2 separate regions of the Thunnus thynnus genome follow, and region 2 is linked to region 1. The links are chromatin contacts, called in public Hi-C maps. All regions are on one chromosome and are shown on one strand. Each heading gives the region's core, a stretch centred on a gene start, on an enhancer-like site or on the middle of the called end of the contact. The rest is flanking DNA. Distances are from core to core; before and after follow the strand shown. Region 1 holds the start of klf5b (Kruppel like factor 5b). Region 2 holds the start of gpr18 (G protein-coupled receptor 18).

The links. Hi-C and Micro-C count contacts between places; a contact is called where the count stands out from the background.
Region 2: a Hi-C map of muscle shows a contact between it and region 1, with 7 times the contacts expected there. The contact joins the promoter of gpr18 here to the promoter of klf5b in region 1. A contact is called at or near these places in 2 of 3 Hi-C or Micro-C datasets (heart and muscle).

Annotation. Positions count from the first base shown.
Region 1 is chr11:24,359,014-24,366,893 of fThuThy2.1, forward strand. It overlaps klf5b (Kruppel like factor 5b), which reads right to left and starts at 2,857. Exons shown (of 4, transcript XM_067604043.1): 1 at 2,527-2,857; 2 at 727-1,657; 3 at 544-603; 4 at 1-208. The coding sequence starts at 2,700. The coding sequence ends at 30.
Region 2 is chr11:24,502,560-24,510,439 of fThuThy2.1, forward strand. gpr18 (G protein-coupled receptor 18) reads right to left here and starts at 2,918. Exons shown (of 2, transcript XM_067604049.1): 1 at 162-2,918. gpr183a (G protein-coupled receptor 183a) reads right to left here. Exons shown (of 2, transcript XM_067604048.1): 2 at 3,035-5,829. The coding sequence starts at 5,806. The coding sequence ends at 4,685.

The DNA.
Region 1 (7,880 bases), core at 1,607-4,106:
ATTGACTTGACTTGCAGGAGGGTGTGTTTCTAGCTCTGGTGTCTCTTCATGTGAAGTGCCAGGTGATCTGAGCGGGAGAAGCAGCGGTTACACACTCCGCACTGGAAAGGCTTTGCCCCGGTGTGTTTCCTGAAATGGCGAGTCAGCTCATCAGAACGAGCGAATCGCCACTCACATCCCTCCCAGGAGCACTGATACGGTTTCTCTCCTTCAGCAAGAAAAAAAGCAAAGAAAAAAAAAGCAAAGTGACACAAACACATTATTTAAAAGTACAGAATATTTTCTAAAAACGGACTAATGAATGAGTTTTGATGATGAAAAAGCTGAGACAAGTCTCAACTGTGAGCCATAAATCACAGTGTGTCCTGTCTTTCTCCCTACCCCCCTTTATGAGAGCTGCAGGGTTTATGTGGTTTGACAGCAGTGAGATGTGGGCCAGGTCTGTCAGCAGACAGACTGCATCTGCATGCCAAGTACATTCTTCTGCCTGGCAACATCACACTTTCACCCCAAAATAAGAAAGTGCAACTCAAAACATTTTACCTGTGTGGGTGCGTAGGTGGGCTTTTAGATGAGAAGACTTGGTGTACACTTTCTTGCACCCTAAAAGAAAAGACATTAAGATCAATGATAATAATGTGAATGATACAGGAAGTGTTGAAACAGAAACAGCTTTATGGTGTTGCAGACAACTTTATTGTTGTGCAAACTGGTGAAAAGACTCACCTGGGACATCACAGTGGTGAATCCGTCTTCTCTCCAGATCAGGATTATTCCTTCGGTTGTACTTCAGCGGAGCCGACTGGGCCAACACTGGGGACAGTGGGCCAACACCTGGCGACGTCTGAACTGGTGTCAGGCTTGAAAGCTGGGCTGGTCCAGGACCTGGGCTCTGGACTAATCCCACACTGGAATTCCGGTCCGGGCTTTGGATCGGAGCGACACTAGAGGTCTGTCCTGGATCAATGGGATTATGGGTCTGAAAAGTTAACTTAGATGCAATGCTGGCTTCGTAGGAGGGAGGCGGCGAGAGATTGTGAAGGAGCTCCTTCCCCCTTTCTGGACTTGGGGGCTCAGAGCTTGGCGGAGAAGGTGGCAAGTAGGTCGGTCTTTGCTGATGGCCTAAGTGTCGATTGAATGGAAAACACTCGTTCTGTAGACCGCTTGCAGGTTTAGCGTTATTCTGCACTGGGCCTACATGGACATTCCCAATAGGAAGATTTAGCGGTGCCATGGGGATGGAGTTCAGCTGTGACCCGTGAACGATCTGCTCCAAATCAGAGTTCAAAAGCTGAAACAGGGGAACATCCTGGAAATCTGGCACTTCCTGTTTGACGAAAAAGTTGCCGCTAGCTGTATCTGCTGTACTATAAACCCCTGGGTACTCTGTTAGCGTCGGCGGCACTGCGTTGCCCTGACAGGTGGGGTGCATCAGAGTGTGGGAGGGCTCTGTTTTGATCTGTCTCATAGTCCTACAGAGGCCAGGGTGCAGGTATGTGACGTCAGGAAGGAGCAGACTCATGTTGACGCTGTAAGGAGAGGCAAAGTCTTCGGTGAAAGGCGGCTCTAGCATCAGAGCGCTGTCCCTGCACAACATTTTGGAATTTAACGTCTCCTGCGGATGCTGAGACAAGTAGTTGTCCATCTCTGGTTTACCCTGAAATGCAAAAGAGAAGGAAATTATCAAACTTCATGTTGGTATATAAAGTTTTGTCGGATCATCCAAATGCAGTGGTATTAGAAAAACACAGGTGTCCACTAATTGATTTTAGCTCACAGAGCCTCCTTTAAAACTTGATACTGCAAAAGCAGTAAAATCAGCACTGACTTTAATGCCTCACTGACTCTCTTTGTAAAGAATATTAATTCCAGCCCCCTAAAAAAAGACCAGCTGACAAATGCAAAAGCGTGAACAAACCTACATACCAGCCTCCACTGATGCTGAAGCGTCGTACGACTGACAAAATAACAAAACTAACTGGTGTGAATCAATTTGGGGATGCATTTGGGGCCTGCGCTTGTGTACACACACACGCACACACACACACTGCCACATCAAAGACACCACTAACCAACTCCCTCCACCACCACCACCACCTCCCTCCCCCCCCTTTACAAGCAGCAGACGCCCTTCTGAAAAAGCTCCAGCCTAAGCTGTTTGGAAATACACGGCTGAAATTAGAACATCCAGTTGCTCTGCAGCGCTATGCATCCTCCGCGCAAGTTTCGGGGACGGGTGCAACGTTTCACATCGCAGCCATGCCCGGCGTGCGATTCAGCTCGGTCAGTGAATGTCAGCATCAACACAGACATTCAAAGCTCACAATTTCAGTCACGAGTTGGCTCAGTAGCCGTGAATATTATAACAAATGAACATCATAAGCCTTCCTTCGATATTAGGCCTACATCTTTAATGAAAACAGCCTGTTTTGCTTTGATCAGCAACATCTTCCTACACCATAAGGGCATCAGTAAACACTGTGATGCTCTGACAGACGCGAAAGGAAAAAAAATGTAATCTCCTACCAGATTGTTGTCATGAAAAGAGGAAGTTTCCGGGATGGCATCCCTCGTGTTACAGAGCACTTGTCCATGATCTACACCTCTCAGACCGTCGGCTGTCAGTGGTGCGGTTTTATGGAGAAACTGCGCGTCCTGCCCCGGGGCAACCCAAACATTATTCCTCACGGCAGCGGCCATAAAAGCGGAGCTACGGTCCTAATCTCTTAAAAAAAATAAATGAAGCATAGGTATTGTTTTGTTTCGAAACAATCTGTACGAGCAAAGCGGCAGCTGTCAAACGTTCATTCTCTCAATTTTGCGCTGGCTTGTCAAATTACGCAACTGCGTGATATCAGCGCGTCTGCAGGGCGGGGCTGAACATGTACAAAATAAACAGGACAAGCAGGCGATCGGGATACACCTAGTGTAATGAATACTGTGGTTGTGTGATGAGGAGAAATGGCTGAAGGTAGAGGGGATAAAAGAGCAATTGAGGAAGATGAAGGTGTTTGTGTCCGTAAAAGAGCAGTTTATAGTTTATTCACAGACTCAGAAAAAAAAGTGAGTCACTGGTGTAATCAGTGCACTATTGCAGGGTCATGTTGAACATGCTGTGTGCCTTCTTAAACTTTCACATGACTTGTGATCTGTTTAAACTGGTCATGTCTAAACCTAAAAGAAAAATAAATACATATTGGAGTTAAGGCAAATTTTGACCAAAGGACCTATTTGGAAAAATGTATTGAACTGATTATTTCTCTGTTTCTCACTTTGCACCACATTGAATCAAGTTAGTACAATTTCTCTTTCATTAATGATGCAGTTTCTGATTTTTTTTAGAGCCTCTAGCACGCTCTGGTCCTGGTCTGGCATGTTAAAAACGCCACTGCAGTGCAGCTGTCTGTCAGGACTGCATACTTGATGCCAACATTCCTGAGCCAGCAGTGAAGCCTGCACACATATACTGGCAGTGGATGTTTCCATCAAAATAGCTCAGCATTTCATTTAAACACATTGTGTGTCATACTGTCATTCAGCAATGATGATCTGTACTCAACTTCTCTGCAGTTGTCTTTGGTTTGTCCTACAGTAAATTCATCTTTAACCAAACCTGGATTTGTTTTCACTCCCTGCTCACATTTTTGTTGTGACCTTGTAGGAACTTTGACATATGATGTTTTTATCTGCCTTTATTTGTTCTTTAGATCCTTGGGTATACTCTAGATATTTGGCTCAGCAATGAAAAAGAATGGGTAATCCAATCTCCAGCCCTCTTGAGATCACACTGACAGCAGCATTATAGCTCAGCTTAACAAAACAGAATTGACTTGTCAGGGTTTTGTTTCTTTCCCACACAGGTGTATGAAGTATTACCCCATGTCAACAGTATAGTGCCAGTGCAACAGGCTGGAACTGGAAGCATGGCATGGATGTGGTAATTATTGCCCTATTATTCAAATATTGTAACCGCACCTACTTTAGGCTTGACTGGACACGATTTAAGCATGAGTATCTCTGAGCTTAGATAGAGTCATATGTGAAACTTAAAAACTATAAAGAAAACTGGGGATACAGTGTATAAAATGTGACCGTTCTTACACAAAAATATCACATCCACTCTGCACTCGTTGTCAGGGTTTATGAGTGTGACTAGGGCCTTTTTTTTGTCCGGGTCTCTCAGCTGTGAAACTCCCCTGACTGAGGGTCTCGTGGAAAATCTTTATAAATCCTTCCTCAAAACTAAATTTGATCCTAAATTACTAGATGTTGTATTTGTTTAAATTATCATGTCATATTTTAACCTCAGTGTTTTATCCTTGTTTAACTGGAAACCAATCTGTAACTTTTTTTGCTTTATAATTTAGAAAATATAATTATTATTGTTACTAGATTTTTTTATTCTACTTTTTAATTTAGATTTTGTGATTATATTATTATTAATGATGCCAGAAAATTTGGATTCCTCAAATTACTATCAGAATAAGTGTTCACCAAGAAAACCTTCATACATCCAATTTTATGGATGCAGTAAAAAAAAAAAAAAAAAAAAAAATCTGGAATATATTTAAATGGCTGCTGATCATCCAATTAGGAGCTGACTGATTGCCTGTCATGTGCTGACCTTTCAAACTGCAATTTAAATCCATGGATGTCTCAGCTCCAAGAGGAGCAACTGTCATTCTTGGCTGTGGCTCTTCCTGTACAGCGAATGTGAGCCGAGCCCTCCTCCATATCCCCCGTATTAAAACCTCACAATATGCCCAACAACTGCACAGCGGAGGAGAGAGAATGCACGGTATGTGCTTACAGCATCACAACTCCTCTCTCCTCTCACATGGACTAATATGGCCAAGCCGAGAGGGGATAGGACAATAAACACATGCAGCACATTGCTACTGTAAGCACTGTGTGATTTTTAGGGTAAAGTAACTTTCAATTAGCAGATTAAATTATTTGGTGTTTTGTGTATGAAATTGATATGACTAATAGTGTGCATTCGTGTTCAGCTATCTCATCTTTGTTTGTGTGTGAATAATTTTAAATGCTTTGGATATCTGTAACTGTAACACAAGAAATACAAACAAATCTTAATTACAGTTTGCTCTATATTTAGTATTTCTTCAAGCAGGTGCTTGGCACTCCCACCAGAGGGCAATGGTCAGCTGCAGTTGAACTTCATTTGTGCATTTAAGAACTGTAGCTTTGTACTGCTGAACCATCAAAGTCAGTCAATGCATTCCAGTCTTATATTATGTATAATTACCTTCTATAGCCGGTGAGTGGAAACAGCAACTGGATGCTATTTTATGCAATTAATACACTCTTTTTAAAATCATATTATGAGTTTTCGATAAAAGAATGTCTGAATGTGATTTTGTTAACACACAAATTAATTTTAAATCACAAATTATTTTTTATTAAAATAATCTTGATGTATTTTTTGATACAAGTATAATTTTTTTGAAAAGCCTGCTTAATACATTTTTTTTTTTACTTTATATATTCTCTTTATAACCTAGAGTAGGCACTCTGAATTATAATGTATTTGATGTCAGCTTTACAAAGCCTGCCCTTGAAAACATACAATCAATAATTTCTTCTTTGGCTTTATTATTTCGTCTCAAGTTTGGCTGTGTTACAAGCTTGGCTTGTTGACTCTGTTCAGCATTTATCTGATCTGACACCATTTCATTAGGCATTAGTAATCATTTCCATAGCACACAACATTAGAGTACTCCTGTTTGTAAAACAGCAGATGAGGCTAATGCCGTCCTCTGGGGAGAAATTCAATATAATTCGTTAATTAAATGGAATAATTTAATTACAGTAACTTAGAAAGCATTCATCAATATAATTGTTTCTGGAGCCACCATTATAATTGAGGTTTAAGTGAAAACAAGTCCGTTTCTAATGTTGGTAATGTGCTGACATAGTTCTCCCACCCTCCATTTGTTCCTCTCTCTGATCTTCCACCATGCCGTTTCTCCACAGTGTTTTCGTTTGATAGCCAGCCATACCACATCAGCAAGACCAAAACATTTATTACAGCCATTTAATTTAACCTCTCTACAGGCACGGACAAGAAGACAAGAGATGATAGCACAGCCGCTCTGAAAGACTCTCGCTGTTCAGCTTCTAATCTGATCCTCTCTGTTGCCCTTTCATAAAGACACCAGAGTATTACCCTGACTCCAAACATACCTCTGCCATTTAAACTGTCTTGGATTTCACCACAAAGACGACCAAATAGAGTCCAATTCATTCTTCAGGGCCCAAATAATAAAACATAATTTTAGTCTAATCTGCCTAAAGAATGTCCTCTGTTTGAAGTTGACAGTGCTCTATCTTCTGGGAGGAATAATTGCCTTTTGAGTACAGCAGGAGAGGCCACTGAGGTAAGCCTGTCGAGGGTCTGCACCTTACAGGTGTGCCCTTGGACAGACAACCTCCTCGTTGTTCTAGAGAGAGAGAGGGAGACGGGGGGGAAAGCCAGACTGAAAGAATTCATCTGCCAGTTGAAACTTTACAAGGCACCGGCATAGCAGCACCACTCGACATTCTCAAATCACTGTGTGGCCAAATTGAATCGAACAAAGAGACACTGACCTCCAGTAATTCCTCCTGTCTGATACAGCTGACAAATTCTTGTCATTAAAGTTTTATCATTTTGTTGGACAGGTTTGTGAAATTGACCCGCTTGTAATCTGTTTGATTTGGACAACTGCATTCGTGACAAAGTTACTGACAGTTATTGTCTAGAAATGTAAATGACACTCCTCATATAGTGCAGGCTTTGTGTGCTTTCAGAAGCACATTTCAATACATCAGCTCAGTTTGCCTACACAACCACTGAGACATTGTGTGGCTATTGATTATGAAGTTAAATATTAATTTCCCAATCACTCAGGAAGTATTTAGTGTAGTTATTTATCAGCTACGTATATGAGATAGTTATTTTGTAGCCTTCATTCAAGGAACTGAATCTCTGCTTCGTTTGTCTAACTTCTCCCGTATTTTAATGGGGCCTATTAATTGAGCAGAGAAATCTGTCCCTTTCTGAACATGGCATTGAAAGCTGCTGAACAGCTGTCCTAGCTCTGGAGAATCATATGGAAGAATGCATTATTGGCCTTGTTTGAATATTCCCTTAGATTTGGAATAATCAGGCAGCTATTCAGCAGTGAGATGGCCACGCACAGATGCCAAAGCACAGCTGAGGCGAGCACAACGGTTGAAACACACACACAAAACCAGCGGCATGAAAAATGTGAATAATGCAGGTGCGCTTTATTTCTTTACAGTGCGCTTATCATACATAACAGTGAAGACACTTTCTTTCAGTCCTTTTATCTCCCTTTTTTCTTTCTTCTTGCCTTGTTCAAGGTGATCCTTGCTTTGCATATGGCTGATTAATCTTATTGCACAGTAGCTAACATTGATCACAGAAATGATTAGAAATGCATTAGTCAGCAGACTGTTTGGAGTGGTTGGGTTTAAGTGCTAGTGCCAAGCCATTTTCCATAGGTGTCCATGTTTTTAATTTTGTTATATAGAATTTTGCAAATGGATGCATGCAGGCCGCCCAAATACAGCATCAAAGCTTTAATGCTTACAGACATAATTTAATCTCCTAGATGGCAGGCCTGATGGACTGTGTAGAGAAGGCATTCCTGCTAAATTCATTATGCTAAAAGTTGCTAGATCTCACTAGCTGATGAGAGAGAGACTGAGTAGCATAACCTGTTTGTATTTTGTGCTGTATAAGAAATCCTGGCTCTGCTGCAACACTGATGAAAGCAGATTGTTCACTTTCAGTATTTGCACCTTTCTTTTTTTAACCAGAGAGCTTTCTCAAAGTGAAAATGAAATGAAAATGA
Region 2 (7,880 bases), core at 1,668-4,167, 140 kb after region 1:
CAGAATAATGCAAATTAGGTGACTGAAACCAAAACTACCCCAAAGCACACATAAAGCAAATAGCCTATAAAACACTACTCTGCCAAAATGACTTGTTTTCTCCATCTTAAAAGTCAAAGAGATCAGGTAGCCTTGCCTGGACAATAAAAGACTGCACTTACCACAGAAATCACACAAACATGTTGACAAGCTTGTGCCAACAGGTTTATGAAGCGGCACAGCGATTTATCTGAGCACTCTGGTCTAACAGCCAAAATGGGGAAGTGAATGCTTTCTTAAAGGGTAATGCGCTGGAAATGGTGGCGAGACTGAACACAGACTAAAGCCCCCATCACTTCCTGTGTTGACTGTGTGTGGTAGTAGTTTCTGTACTTTAGATTCCTTTACAGTATCTACGTAGTCGGAACACAAAGGGCTACAGCTTTCCACTGTCTGCAATTACACCCCCTTAAAGAAAATGATGTGCCATTAGAAGTGGGAGTGTGTTTGGCAGGCAGAGAGATGGCAGATTTAGGGCGAGTTATTGATTGGAAAAGTGGGGTCTGTCACAGCACATTAGTTCTCAGGGGAGTAATCCACAGCAGGTTGCTGTGAGAAGCATCTGCTGCTGGAGAGAAGTAATTAAAAACAGGATGTTGAGGCAGTTGCCATATAAACAGGAAATAAGACGGCGGTAATAGACACTTCACGCTGATGCTGTGAGATGGTTTTACACCACGCCGACTTAATGGATGCAGAGCGCATACCTCAGGTGAAACACTCAAGGTCAGTCTGGACCCGGATTGAATACAGATTAATGTGTGTGATTAATGTGTGTGTGAATTGGTAACAACTATGAATTAGGAGGACATTTGCCCCAAAGAACATTGTCCAATCAAAACTTCTTCCCCTTATCTCCTATACGGTGTTTTCCATTGCCACTATAGAATTCTTATGAAATGGAAACTAAAAATCACACTTTCCCATATCCTGCATTTCCTCTTTTGCCTTGTGACTGCACTCCACTGTCCACTTGACCTCCACAAAAGGTCATATTGATTTGTCATGTTTGTTTTGATAATGCAGTTTTGAAAGTTGGTTCGCTTTGATGCTGATGATTTTTTTTTTTTTTTTTTTTGCTATATTTTCAGTACAGCGTTCATATGGAGTCTGCTCATTCTGTCTCATTCTTATTCCTGGGAAATAATTATCTATCGGCTCGTCCTCTCGATGTGTCTTAAAACTCTCATACCAGATGGTACTTTGTGTTCATTGCAATATGTTGTTATGACAACAGTCTGTGTGATGTTTTCTCTACTTGTCATGTGGTTGCTTCAGTAAGTCCTCCACTCCATAATAAATACTTTATTATTCACCAGTAAAATAAAATATATACTATGTGCATATATACTTACAGGTCTGACAGCATCAAGTTCTGTCTTACTGAGCTTCCCTTAACTGCCAATTAAATCATTTCCACACTGACATTCTTGCACTATATTTAACTGACAGAGAACAATATTTAAATAAAAGATTAATTGATTATCTTTTGTTGCGTCTGTCAATATTCATATTTGGTGTACAGCCCATCTAACTTCCTTTACAATCACCTCTTTACCTTGGACTACACTGTCCTCTAGAGGCTGAAAATAATCACTACAAAACTTGCAGAGACAGCAGTCTGTGCCCCATGATGGTTTTTTGTCTTAGGATACTTCTTAGGATACTTCATTTCTTATTATGTAAGATGATATTATTATATTAATGGATTCATATTTTAAGCTTTTCCAAACTAAGTTTTTTTCATTTTATGAACATGATGGCATGGAATTGTATCTTTGTAATCATCTCATGTATTGTTCTGTGTTATGTCTCCTTTCCCCCCACCTGTACCTCTTTTTTTATGTCCTTTTTCTCTTTCTCCATATCTTCCTACAGTTGGTAACTGAACTTAGATGCTTTAATTCAAAAGAGAAACTCAAAAGAAATGCAGATAACGTTATTCAATTAATTTAACTCTAATTAATTTCTGGACATTACATTTATATTATTTACATAATTATCTGTTTATATGCTACTATATCTGCCAGGTTTCAGAGGTGTAGCTACATTGTGTTAACTTCTTCCTTTAAAACAATCACAACACAACAATTGGTTACTTTTTTTGTCCCAATTGTCATAGACTATTATGTAACAGATAAGGTAATGCGCTTTAGGAAAAATATGTTTTATTGTAAAAGTGAAACTTAAGATCAAGAAGTACCGTATTGTGTTTTGTTCACTGTGAGAAAATGTTCTGCTCTGTGGTTTTGCTCGAGCCTTAGCAGTTGCTTTGCTGGCTGGTGAGCTTTGCAATCAACATGATGAAACGTACGCTGATGAACTTTTCCTGTACTTTGTCTTGCTTTCCTTTATCTTCACTTGTATCTTGTTTCTGTGCCATCTGTTGTCGAGGCCTGCTGGGTGTAGGGACGGGATGATACATGAGGAACGGCTGAGATGAGAATTGTTTCTGTTTTGCTTGCTCTACTTCCCCTAGTGTTGTGCAATGCAAGTATTGCAGCAAAGTTAGAATTTTTCTGATAACAGCTTTAAATAAATGATTAATGTCCATTCATCTCTCAGATAGACCAACAAACCTTATTATAATGGTAGTATCATGTCAATAAATGACTCTATGACAATTGATGTATGAATATGAAAAAGAGCATCTTGAATTGCATGAACATGATCAGCAACAAATAAAACAAATAAAACCATATCATCAGCATAAAGATGTGTTTGACATCAATGTGGAGAAGAGACGTCATTCTCATTCATCTGCTATTTAAGAAATACTACCAGAGAATCAGCACACACCTTCCTTTTAGTTTAAAGACAACACACATGCTCTATGTAAATGGGTCACCTGTTTTACCATACGATTCATTTTGTTTGTTAATCTGTTGATATTGTACTAATACTGTGGATAATTAGGCTGGGGTACTACACCAGCCCAGGATTTATGTTCATAGTGAACTATTCCGTTTTGGTTTTTTAAAACCGTAACCACATATAACAGCTCTGTCTAACCCCCAACCAAGTGTCTTAGTCGGTACCCATACCTAAACCATTTACCATAACCATAATATGGTCCTTAACCTTAACCACACCTTAACCGCACAGTAGTTACCCTGCATGTATTGTAGAAATAAATAATTTAATATAAAAATGTTAAATGTCAATATCACTTTGTTAGTATTTTTGCATGTTACATATTTAATTTGGAATAATGGAATTTCTGGTGGCTCCTATACTGGTGACAGTAGAACTGACTCACATTGAAACGATGAACAACACAGGGCCTAACACAAGGATATACTTTTGCTACATCATATGACTCCTATCACTTATCCAATCAACCCCCACACCATTTCACTGTCAAAGGACTTCTTTTGTAGAAAAGAAGAAAATAATCATACTACACATCAACAGAGTTGAGTTCTCTCACTGTTTTGCATTCAACAGTGACATTCAACCAAGATTGTTATCCACGTGACCTGTTGTATGTGTGGTAATTGCTGTATGCTGATCATACATGTGGTATCACAGTAAGTGAAACTAAACCCAACATAAAGACAAATCCCACATGAAACACATTGAAACTGCTACTTTGTACAAACAGAAACTATTCCATATGTCAACAGATCCAGCATTTTGAAAAAATGAATTGACACCTGATTTTAGCATGCAAATATGTTATTACTGCTTTCTTAACTACGTTGAAACCAAAATTGACAATGCTATTTAATATTTTGGTAGAACTCAAAAAACAGCTCAAAATACAAGCTTTGACAAATGACATCATCAACCACACCCACTTTTATCGTGAGGAAATAAATGCTAAGCAGACAAATATGGGGTGCCCCTCCAACCACTTCAGCTGGCAGGCAGGCTGCAATAATGAGTGCAGTTTATCAATTATCCTGAGATATTGCAGCTGAGTACTGAAACTTGAGGCAGAAAGGCTGAGGATATTTTGGAATGAAACTCATATCTACTGAGTAGATTAACAACTCAGTTATAAAAGTAACACTGTGAGGATGGGCTCAGATGTGAGGTTGCAAATGGTTGTTGCCTTCAAGTGAGTATACTGCTTTTAGGAATATAACTCTTCACATACATGTACTAAGTTTTCACTATTTTTTCACTATTTTTCTAATCAGCAGTGTAATTTGAATGTGGGTAGGACTTCATGTCAACTTGTTGATGTCTAATAATGTCTTTTCCAGCTCTTTATCAAGTGACAGTCTTCTTCCACCACTGCTCTGCTTTGGGCTCTACCTCACCAGCACTCAGGTTACTGGCAAGCATGCTTTCTTTCCTTGGCTGCAACAGTCTCTGCTTTCTTGACCAATTCACTAATTATTAATTAGAAAATATATAAACACAAGAGGTGCTGGATTGTCCCTCTTCTCAGTCATTCTGTTGATGATATTTCATAAACCTTCCCTTGTGTAAACAGATCTGGTCCAATACACCTGAATTCCTACAGAATGGATCCAGATGCTGAGTAGCTGCTTGGAGTCCATGATGGTGTAAGTGAGTCCATTTCAATGTTCAAAACCATTTGAGACACAAATTGACTTAGCTTGATCGATGTAAGCGCACTGAGACATAAAAGTATCTCTTATCTTGTGTAACTTTTCGTGCCTCAGTTTTACTCTTATCGGTGTGATCTCCTCTCTGAGTGTCTCTCACTGGTTGTACCTAGAGTTGAGTTGGTGAGTTGGATATTGTTGCCATCAATAATATCCCTGGAAGAGCCTTCAGGTGAAGTCCTCCCTACACTGGAGAAGGACATGCTGACTTGCAGCTTCAGCAGCCTCATGAGTTTCCTCTTGTAGCCCTTACAGGCAAAGAAATAGATAAAAGGATCCAAGCTAGAGTTGAGGTTCATCAGACACACAGTGATGTGCAGCGACACCTGAAAGGCTGTGAGGTCAGCACAATCAGGGCTCGACGACAGCTTGCGGATCATGTACTGCAGGATGTCAATGTGATAGGGGCTGTAACAGACGACAAACACCAGGGACACACAGCAGATTACACCGATGGCCTTGCGGTTCCGACCGGACTTTTCGGTCAAATGGTTGTTCTTGGCTGTGGAATGGAGTTTGGAGCACAAGACTGAGTAACACACCAGGATGGTGATCACAGGGATGACATAACCAATGAAGACAGCGCCAATCAGAGTAGTGGCAATATGGTCGATTTTCTCAAAGTTGGGGTATTCCATACAGGTGATGAAGCCATCTGGTTCCTTATTGGTCATGGGCATGCCGAGCAGGGGGAGTGTCTGTGCTAGGACTAGCACCCACACGCCAACACAAATGTAGCGCACATTACTAACCTTCCGGAATCGGGCATAGCGCAGTGGCAGGACCACAGCAATGAAACGGTCTACACTGAGGCAGGTCATGAAATTGACTCCTGCGTAGGTGTTGATATAGAAGATGAGGCCTGACATCTTACATATCACCTCACCCAGAGGCCAGTGGAAGCCCAAGGCGTAGTAGGCAATCCTCACAGGAAGAGAGAGGGTGAAGAGGATGTCGGAAATGACCAGGTTGAGTGAGTACAAGGTGGTGGAGTTGATCTTCTTCAGATTGGGACGGATGACATGGAGGGCGAGGCAGTTTCCGAACAGCCCCACAAAGAATACAATGCAGTAGAAAATAGGCATGAGGACCTTGGCATAGTCCCGGTGGGCATATAAGGTATCGCAGGTAGAGTCATTGCTGGTGGATGGAGGGCTATGAATGGTAGGCACAATGGTATGATCCATCTTGATAATTTAGGAACCAGTAACTGCAAAAGGGAAAACAAAATGTGTTAAGGCTTTTGTTAAATTCATTTTGATGCATGCCTTTATTCTTTCCTTTCCTCTTTTTTTCTTTTTCCTCCGATCCAAAAAGGCAATCAAGAAAATGTGAATCAAGTTAAGATAAAGGACACAAAATCAGACATGTTATGTCTATTTGAAAAGATACAATGAAACACAAAGAAGTTATAGTAGAAGTTATGGTAGTTCTCATTACTGCTTTCCATACTACCTGTAAGGCTAAAAGGACGTTTCCTTGGAAGTGTTTATTGGTATGTGTTCATTCACACTAATTATGGTATTTCTGTATTAATATACATGACATTTCCATTCCAGTTTTCTGTGAATTGTAACAAATTATATTTAATGTAAAATATACAGAATATAAATACAAAAAACCTTTATTTTGATGCTTTCAACATATAACAAAGGCTCCCATGAAGGCTGAATGAATCCATGAATTTGATTTGTTACCCTCATAAAATAATAATTTCTGTTTCAAGCACATGAACTCTCAGCGGATGTATCATCAGTATCTCACTGTCAAAAAATGCTTAGTGAGACACAACATGTTGTGGCAAATTGAAATTGTTTCTGTGGTGTGTGGTGCCTCCTTGTGGTTCTTACTAAGCAAACAACCTCTAACTTCAAGTTCTTCAAATTTCCTTTACCTTTGCACAAGGTTTTGAACAAGCACAATTCTAAAAATAAAAGGTGAAGTTAAGTTCAAGACAACAACTATTATGAGTACTTCATCACAAGTAAGGTACAAATCAGATGCTGTTTGATTGAGAATGTAAAGGACCTTAAAGGACCTTTTCAACTCTTTTCATTCGCTAGTTTGATATATCAAGACATACTTTATTATTTGAACATGGTTGCATGACACTGTTAATAATTTTAAGTAAAATTTAGTCCTGTTTATACATGAAGAGGACAATAAAAAAAAAAAAAAGACAGATTATTTACCCATTCAGCCACTAATGTGTGTGTTTGACTCATAGGACGTGGCTGTTTGTTCATGCTCTTTGTGGCGAAAAGTGACATGAAGGAAGTCTGTGAACAATAACAGGGCTTAGCTGTGATTTTGAATGCAGCTGCAACACGTTCACACTTACTCTCACACAGCAAAAAACGTGGTGTTGAGAGGCAGCCTTGTATATGAGGAAGTCAGCTTCCCAAGGGTGGTCTGTCTTCGAATGGTAGGCAGGGGGAAAGTCACATTATTTGAGCCAAAACTAAAACCCACTCCAACTACAGCTATATGCTCACGGCGCGGTGGAGAAATGTGTTTCCGGCATTCTGTATGGAGCAAACATGTGGCTTCATTCAAATGCCTTTCTTATTAAAATGATTTAAGTTAGTTAGTTAGTTAGTTATTGTGTTATGCACCTACAAGTGCCCAGCCCACATGGACTTACAAGACACCAAAATAAAGTTGCAGTGGTGAAACATTTGTCAAATAGAAACAAGAACTAAACATCCCACTCACAGTACATTGCAAACAAAGAACTTTGTCCTTTTATCAACTTCTACAAATAAAATCAGCCACACAAAAGATTCCTTTCCTGAAACACAGCTCAAGTTTTCAAAGTCTTTTCTCTGCAGGGAGAGCAGTAATTCTGCCCGTTTCTATAGCTAATGGAAATGTACCTAAACGTAACTGTGCGCGCAAAGATCTTTGACTATTGGATAAGTTCTGCTTCAGATAAGGCTCTGCACTTTTCATCAGACAATATGTTTTTGAAATTTGTATCAAACATCAACAGACCATCTATCTTTGTACATCAGGAACAGTTTTCATGGACATCATGAATATTACACATTAATCTGTTTTGGGAAATAAAAAAATAATCAGTCTTTCCTTCTAGTGAGCCGCTGTTCAGGCATATTCACAACTCTGTTCCAAAGTCCAATCATCTCACATTTATGTCTGACATGTCGTGGTTCCCATCATATCACTACTAATGGCCAAAACTGGTGTACATATATTTTCATAAAAAAATCTGTATTTTATGTCACAAACATATTTTCTATC